Linked DNA regions of Mus musculus: region 1 is linked to region 2. A link is a contact called in public HiChIP or PLAC-seq data. All regions are on one chromosome and are shown on one strand. The core of a region is the stretch at or near the end of the contact, and the rest is flanking DNA. Distances in the headings are between cores, read along the strand shown.

Evidence for each region. HiChIP or PLAC-seq counts read pairs in DNA pulled down with a chosen protein or histone mark.
Region 1: a contact with region 2 is called in an H3K4me3 HiChIP or PLAC-seq map of the SCID.adh cell line, with 14 read pairs. The contact joins the enhancer-like site here to the promoter of Pou2f1 in region 2. A contact is called at or near these places in 6 of 39 promoter capture datasets (the 3T3-L1 cell line, cranial neural crest, embryonic stem cells and 3 more), 3 of 15 datasets of contacts at CTCF or cohesin (CD8 T cells, the G1E-ER4 cell line and embryonic stem cells), 29 of 484 Hi-C or Micro-C datasets (8-cell embryo, the C2C12 cell line, the HPC-5 cell line and 11 more), 22 of 115 datasets of contacts at active chromatin or transcription factors (the HPC-7 cell line, the SCID.adh cell line, Th17 cells and 8 more) and 3 of 9 other capture datasets (adipose tissue, liver and pancreatic islet).

The regions. Positions count from the first base shown.
Region 1 is chr1:166,101,976-166,105,023 of GRCm38.p6, reverse strand. All of the region lies in intron 5 of Dusp27 (dual specificity phosphatase 27 (putative)), which reads left to right. Among named protein-coding and RNA genes, the nearest start is that of Dusp27, 24 kb to the left of the region's middle. Within about 2 kb of position 1,628, at least 24 of the 459 cell types and tissues checked have an H3K27ac peak or open chromatin away from gene starts, as enhancers often do. A contact at or near this core is called in the SCID.adh cell line, bone marrow-derived macrophages and double positive thymocytes, where this site is marked.
Region 2 is chr1:166,001,065-166,004,506 of GRCm38.p6, reverse strand. It overlaps Pou2f1 (POU domain, class 2, transcription factor 1), which reads left to right and starts at 1,873. Exons shown (of 16, transcript NM_198932.3): 1 at 1,873-1,945. The coding sequence starts at 1,885.

The sequences.
Region 1 (3,048 bases), core at 379-2,878, 100 kb before region 2:
GACAGCCAGTCGAATGGCCTCTGGGCAAGCACTTGTTCCTTGGGGTGTGGAAAGGTATGTTCTGAAGAAAATGAGGGGATGATGGCTTGGGAGAATACAGTACAAATACACAATTTAAAGGGAAAAATAAACACACCGAAGGGTAGGTAAGGTGTAGACACAGTCTTGCTCAAGCCCAGCGCTGCCTCTGGTGACACTCTTTCATCTTTGAAACAGGGTCCCTATCCAGATGGGCCTTCCACCCCCCAATCATCCCAGTTGCTAAACAAAGTGATGACTGTGTACGTTGGCCATCTTCCTGGAGCCATTTTATCGATAGAAAGTTTTCATCCTGTCAGTGGTGGCGGGGACAGAGGCACAGCTCCATACCATTACCCACATCAGCCTGAGGCTCTCCCTTAATCTTTTGGGGACCTCCTCTGAGGTACAACCAGATCCTTGACACAAAAGGATTTCAGGATGAGCCAGTATGAGGCAGGCTTGGTGTTTATTAAAAGACATTTTTAGCACATTTCAAAACAGGGGTTGATAGAAAGAGAGGAGCTTAAGAAGAAAGCGGGGCACCCCAGGAGCATAGGCATTGGCTGCCGCGACAGAGAGCCACTTGGCTGCCTTCACAGTAGCCACACACGCCGTTCTGGTAGGGCTCCAGAGCTATTATCTTTAAAGGATTTCAAGTTTAAATGAGACCTCAGGGTGGTTCCTGAAGGGCACCGGACAGGATGGCTGTTGATAAGGTCAAACTCTGGATCGCTGGGGATGCGGGAAGTTAAGCGTCTTCACTATAACCAAAGTTCATAGACTTGTTTGAGATCCCCCAGAAAATGTCAGGGAGAGAAATGAAACCTGTCCGAGGTCACACACATCCAGGCCTTAAACCTATATCATTGCTGTTGTAACAAAATGTCCATATATGAAAGGAATGCTATCATTATGAGGGCCATCTTTGCAGCACTGTTACCTAGTTGCTGGAACTCTTGCTCCCCATTGGTGAGAGGCTTCAACGGGGTGGGGGTGGGGCTCATCCCCATTCCCCTGTCCCCACAATTTTCCCTGTCTTCCTGCCTTGCTTTAATGATACAGTTGTTTTACTTCGTCATGGAGGGTGCCCGCTGAAGTTCTGCTCAGCGCCTCTTGCCTGGTGCTGTGGCTAGGTCCTCCCATATGCTAGACAAGTTCTGTCCTGTGAGTGATCCCGTTGCCTGTGGCCCCTGCACATAGGAGAGGAAAGAGAACAATCCTGCTCTTGCTTGGATGAAGCGAGTGGAAACCCTAAGGCCCAGCTCCCCCTGTCTCTCCTTGTCCTTCAGGCTGCTTCCCTCAGGTTCTGCAGAAGAAGCCCAGGAGCAAAGGACACAGCAAAGAAAGACTTGCCCCCATTCCTGGCCTGCTTTCTGCTAGCCTGCTTCCTGCTAGGGCAGGATTCGACGCCCTCGTGACGAACACTAGGCAGTACCGTCCTGAAAGTGAGCTGGCTTGTCAAAGGACAAGTGCAGGATCTTGATCTTAACAGCAGAGGTTGTGACCCTGCACGAAGGTTAAGAAAAAGGTCCTTCGGTGAGGCCCAGGTGTGGTGGGAAGGGCTGAACAGGAAACAGAGGCCTTTATTATTTTGGCTCTGCTCACTTACCCCCTCTAGTGGCTGCTGCCTCCTGGCAATAGCAGCCTCCCTGGGCCCTGGGTCCTTGTAGGTTTCAGTCTCTGACCTCTTGTGACAAAGGCATGGCCTTACTGGCGCAAAAAAAATATATAATAATAAAGGAATCATCCCCAGCTCCTATTATCAGCTAGGACTCCTGCCGATTTAGCAAACATCTCCAAAGGCTGTTGGCAAATAGATTGATGGCAGCCAGGAAGAAGGTCTCCAGGGGTCTCAGGCTGCATCTTAAACAGCCATTAGAATGAAGGTACTGACAGAGTGTCTGTCACATTTATGAAAGATGCAAAGCAGAAGGGGAGGCCAGGGGACAACATGTCTGCTGAATGGTACAGCTGAGACTTCCGGAAGCTTCTGTAGGCTGGAAGAACAGACCACATAGACCAAAAGTATCCGTAGGGATTTGTGATGTTATCCTTATGCTTAAAACATACTACAAGATGAGAGACATGACTTAGTGGCAGGTGGAATTTTTTCCAAGTTTTATAGATTTCAGTTGATATAGAAGAATTTAAGGTCATTGTTTGACCTGTTATCCTCACTGCAAGCAATGCTATGGTTTAGATGGCCGAGTGCCCCCTCCCAGGGTTTCCTGACCTGAAAATTAACCCCAGTTGGTTTTTAGACAATGAGAGGGTGGAAACTGGTCTAACACTAGAGTTTGAAGATGCAGCATTTAAGAGAGGATCAGATAAGGTCGTTAGGATGGAGGCCTCACGACTTAATCCTGGTAGCTTTTTTTTTTTTCTTTTCTTCGAGACAGGGTTTCTCTGTGGAGCCCTGGCTGTCCTGGAACTCACATTGTAGACCAGGCTGGCCTCGAACTCAGAAATCTGCCTGCCGCTGCTTCCCAAGTGCTGGGATTAAAGGCATGCACCACCACGCCCTTCTTGTAGCTTTTTAAGAGACAGAGATTAGGGGCACATGTGCATGTGTGTGTGGTGTTCGTGTGTATGTGTGTGTGTGTGTGAGCGCACCCCCCACACACACACACACACACTTTACGTCTTTTACCCTCTGCTGCGACTGCCTCAGGACTCTACCATCAGAAAGGTTGTTATTAGATACAACCTCTAAATGATGCACCTTCAGAATCATAATAGCCCCTCCCCCTAAAAAAACCCTTACTTTCTTTATAAAGTAACCTGCCTCAGGTATTTTGTTATAGTAGTGAAAAATGATCAATACAGATGGCATGAGTGAAGGCTAGGTGTCCAGGACAAATGATGAGGGAACCTACTCTATGTGAGTTGTCTAAACTGGAAATACCTTGTTCTATCCTAGAAACAATTCCTCATGAAAACAAACTAACTAACTAATAGTTCAATGTTTTGATTTAATATTAGGGAGAGGGTGGCTATAGTCAGGAGGGAAAAGCTTAAAAGACTCAG
Region 2 (3,442 bases), core at 624-3,123:
AATAGGAAGAAAATAGGTTAGTGGTGATGACTTCAAATTTGTACCTGCCAGGAATAGTGTTGTTTACTTCACTTTAAATTATATTCCAAGATTTCCCTTATAGTAATATAATTTTGTCATATTTCCAGATATTAATTGTAACATGGTTCAAATTTGCATTTCCTTTACTGTGCTGGTTTGTGTATTTTGAAATAATTATAGGGTGGACCAATTATTTGGTTTAAGCAGTCATGTGCACACCCTAAGGCTTAATTACTTCGAATAAATCAATCTCACCTCAAATCACTAGCTGTAACAGACAGACAGTTTTAGGTGTACTTGTGCAGAGTAAAGAATTCAACAAGCAACCTCGGGCTCACAATGAAAACTTTAACCGCTAAAATAATTGCTTCCAGGTAGGGATCTGTTTATTTAGGGTGTTTAGGGCTGTGTGTGTGTGTGAGTGTGTGTGTGTGCAGAACCTGCAGTTTTACCCAGTTGAAACTTAGGAATACCCCTCTCAAGGACAGCCTAGGACCTATTTATTCTTACCACACAATATTTTTGTTTTTATCCTTAGAAATTTTTTTAGGAAAATCTTGGGACTTGTCAAGAATTAGTAAAATAGATTTGGGTCTTCATCCAGGCCTTTTTTTTTTTTTTTTTTTTTTTTTTTTTTTGCAATAAAGGAGCAATCTGGGCAATATTTTGGCTAATTACTTAGGAAGATGGTCACAAGAGGAATATCACCACCCCCACCCCCCGCCCCCCGCGATCGTATTTACTGAACGACAGAGCAAAGAGAATTCGTAACCGTTGGCGCTATTGCCAACTTGCATGGTTTTAATCAGGTCAGTTTACAATTAGCCTTTAAAAGGTGCTCCAGAAGAAAAAAAAAAAAAAAGAAAAAAGAATCCCTACGCAGATGGGGTCTGTTTGTTTCGCACGGGTGGGCGCGTGCAAGGGCGTCCGGGCGACTCGGACGGCCGCTCCCACAGAGGCTGGGCCGGGCACGCGCGACAAGTGGAGGCGACTCTTTGCCTGGCTAATTAGAGCCGCCAGGACACGCCCCCAGGAGTCCGCCCGCCGGCCCCGCCCCGAATCTGCGGCGTGGGCTGAGGCGCGGGGCGGGGATTAGCTCGGATTCAAATTTAAAGCGGGACGTCCGCGCGTGGCCCAGCAGGTGCCTCGTGCCCGTTGCCCGCCGAGGGCGTTTCCGCCCCCACCTGCACACAGGGCCGGAAATTACCTCGGCGGGGAGCGGTCCCCTCCATTGTCGCAGTCAACTGCGAGGGAGTCCTGAAAAAGTGCGCGGCCGTGGAGCGCTCGCTAGTCCCTCACGCGTGTCCTCGCGGCGAGACGCCGGGCATGTTGCCCTTTTACAGTACCGCCGTGGAAACCCCGAACTTATCCGGGAGGGGACTAACACGGAAGACGGGAAGCCCATCCCGAGACGTAAACAAGCACTTGACATACTACACTTTGGGGTGAAGCCGCGCTCCCGGGGGGAGGGAGGGGGCGAAGAGACGCGCATGCGCTTCCTACCTCTCCGGCGCGTGGAGAAAACTGCGCGTGCGCACAGCGGCGCGGACGGGAGGGGGAAAGAAAAAAAAACAAAACAAGGAAGAGATGATTGGCAGGTTAGGGGGCACTTTAGAAGCCTGAGGGGGCGGGGTCCCTGCAGCCTGGACGCGCGTGCGCACCGCGCGCGCAGGGGGGTGGAGCTCTTCCAAGGGGGCCGGCGGAGAGCAGCGCCGGCCTCGGGCGCCCCCTGGCGCGCGCCTCGGGAGAGGAAGGAACGGGAGGGTGCGGAGAGGAGGGAGGCGGCGAGCAGGGCGGGAGGGGGAGGGGAGCGGGAGCGAGGGAGGGTTTATCGACCGGGCGATTTTGGTTAAAATATTCAAAATGGCGGACGGAGGAGCAGCGAGTCAAGATGAGAGTTCAGCCGCGGCGGCAGCAGCAGCAGGTAATCATTACAGCATTTTACATATTCATATTCATACTCGAGCCGGGCTCCCGCTGCCCCCCCCGCGACTTAGCATAATTTATTAGTACTCAGGATTATTATAATTAACGGCGAGGAGATGGGGGGCCGGGGAACACAGCCCCCTCTGGGCGCCGAGCGGAGGGGGAAAAGGAGCTCGGAGCGGCCGGGCGGAGGGGGAAGAAGACCCGGGGCAAAGGGGGCTGTGAGCCACCGCGCTCCTCCTGCCCCCGGCCCACCCCGCGGCTGCCGCGCCGGCCCGCCCGCCGGCACCGGCCCTCCTCCTCCGCCGGCCGCCGCCGCCTCCTCGCACGGTGCCCGAATCTAAGCGGGTCCACGGCAGGCGGCGGGGCCGGGGCACCGGGAGAGGACAATAAAGACATTTTACATATTCATAGCTGCTGGGCTGGCGGGGCGCGGCGGGGTGCGGGCGGGAGACCTGGACGGGCGGTGGGGGGGCGTGGAGGGGCCAGAGGTGGCGGCGAGCACAATGCCGGTGGGCGGCGGGGCCCGAGCGGACCCCGGTGGCCGGACACCCGCGCGGCGCCCCCCCAGGATTGGGAGCCGGCGCGGGCTCGGGCTGGGGAACGCTGCTCGCTGCGGGACGCACCGGGGAGTGGTGCCCTGCCCCCGGCCGTGCGGGGGGTCCGCGTGGGGCCGAGCCCGGGGGTCACGGCCCGGGGCCCCTCAGCCGCGCCCTGCTCGTGCCCGGGGCAGCGGCCTGACCCCAGCCAGTCCGTGTCTCTGGTTAGGGGCAGCGTGGCGTGGGCCCTGTGAGCTGGCCTTCGGGTTGTGAGCTCGCTCTGGGGTCCCCCGGACCCTTTGGAGGCTGGGCTAGGTGGGAGGAACCCTCGGGGAAGTTCCCCTCCGTGGAAATGGCTTCGGTTGTCCGTGTGTCCCGGGCCCTCACCCAGAGGTCCGCGCTGCTGTGGGTCGCGCGGGACAGTTGGGTTGGAGGTGCTCGCGGGGTCTGGTAGCTCCTCCGCGCACATCCCCCCCCCCCCACGCGCTGGTAGCCTTGGGGACCCTCTCGCTCTGAGGCCTCGGAGCTCTCGGAGGTCACCCGAGAACTGGACCGTAAAGGATTGCCCTCCTGCCCTCAAAGGGCTGGCCTGACAAGTTGATCATATTCTAGATTTCTCCTGTACTGCGGGGAGCGGGGGTGGTGGCTAGACACGGAGATCCCCCTCCCTGACTGTGTGTGGTAGTGCTTTCTAGCTGCGTGCTGGGTCTTCTCTACTTGCTTCTCATTTGAATAATGTCTAATTCAGGGAGGTTTATATTCTTGAAATGGCCGCCTGGCTTTCCCCGCCTCTCATGTTTAGTAATTCAGACCTTTAATAACAGCCACTCACAGCCCAACGCCGTGTTTATATTTTACATTCGCCCCATGTGCTTTTGTGGTTCGATATGATTCTTTTTTTTTTTTTTTCCTTCTCCTCCTCCTTGGCAATCCACAGGACTCTGAGATCAAACCCA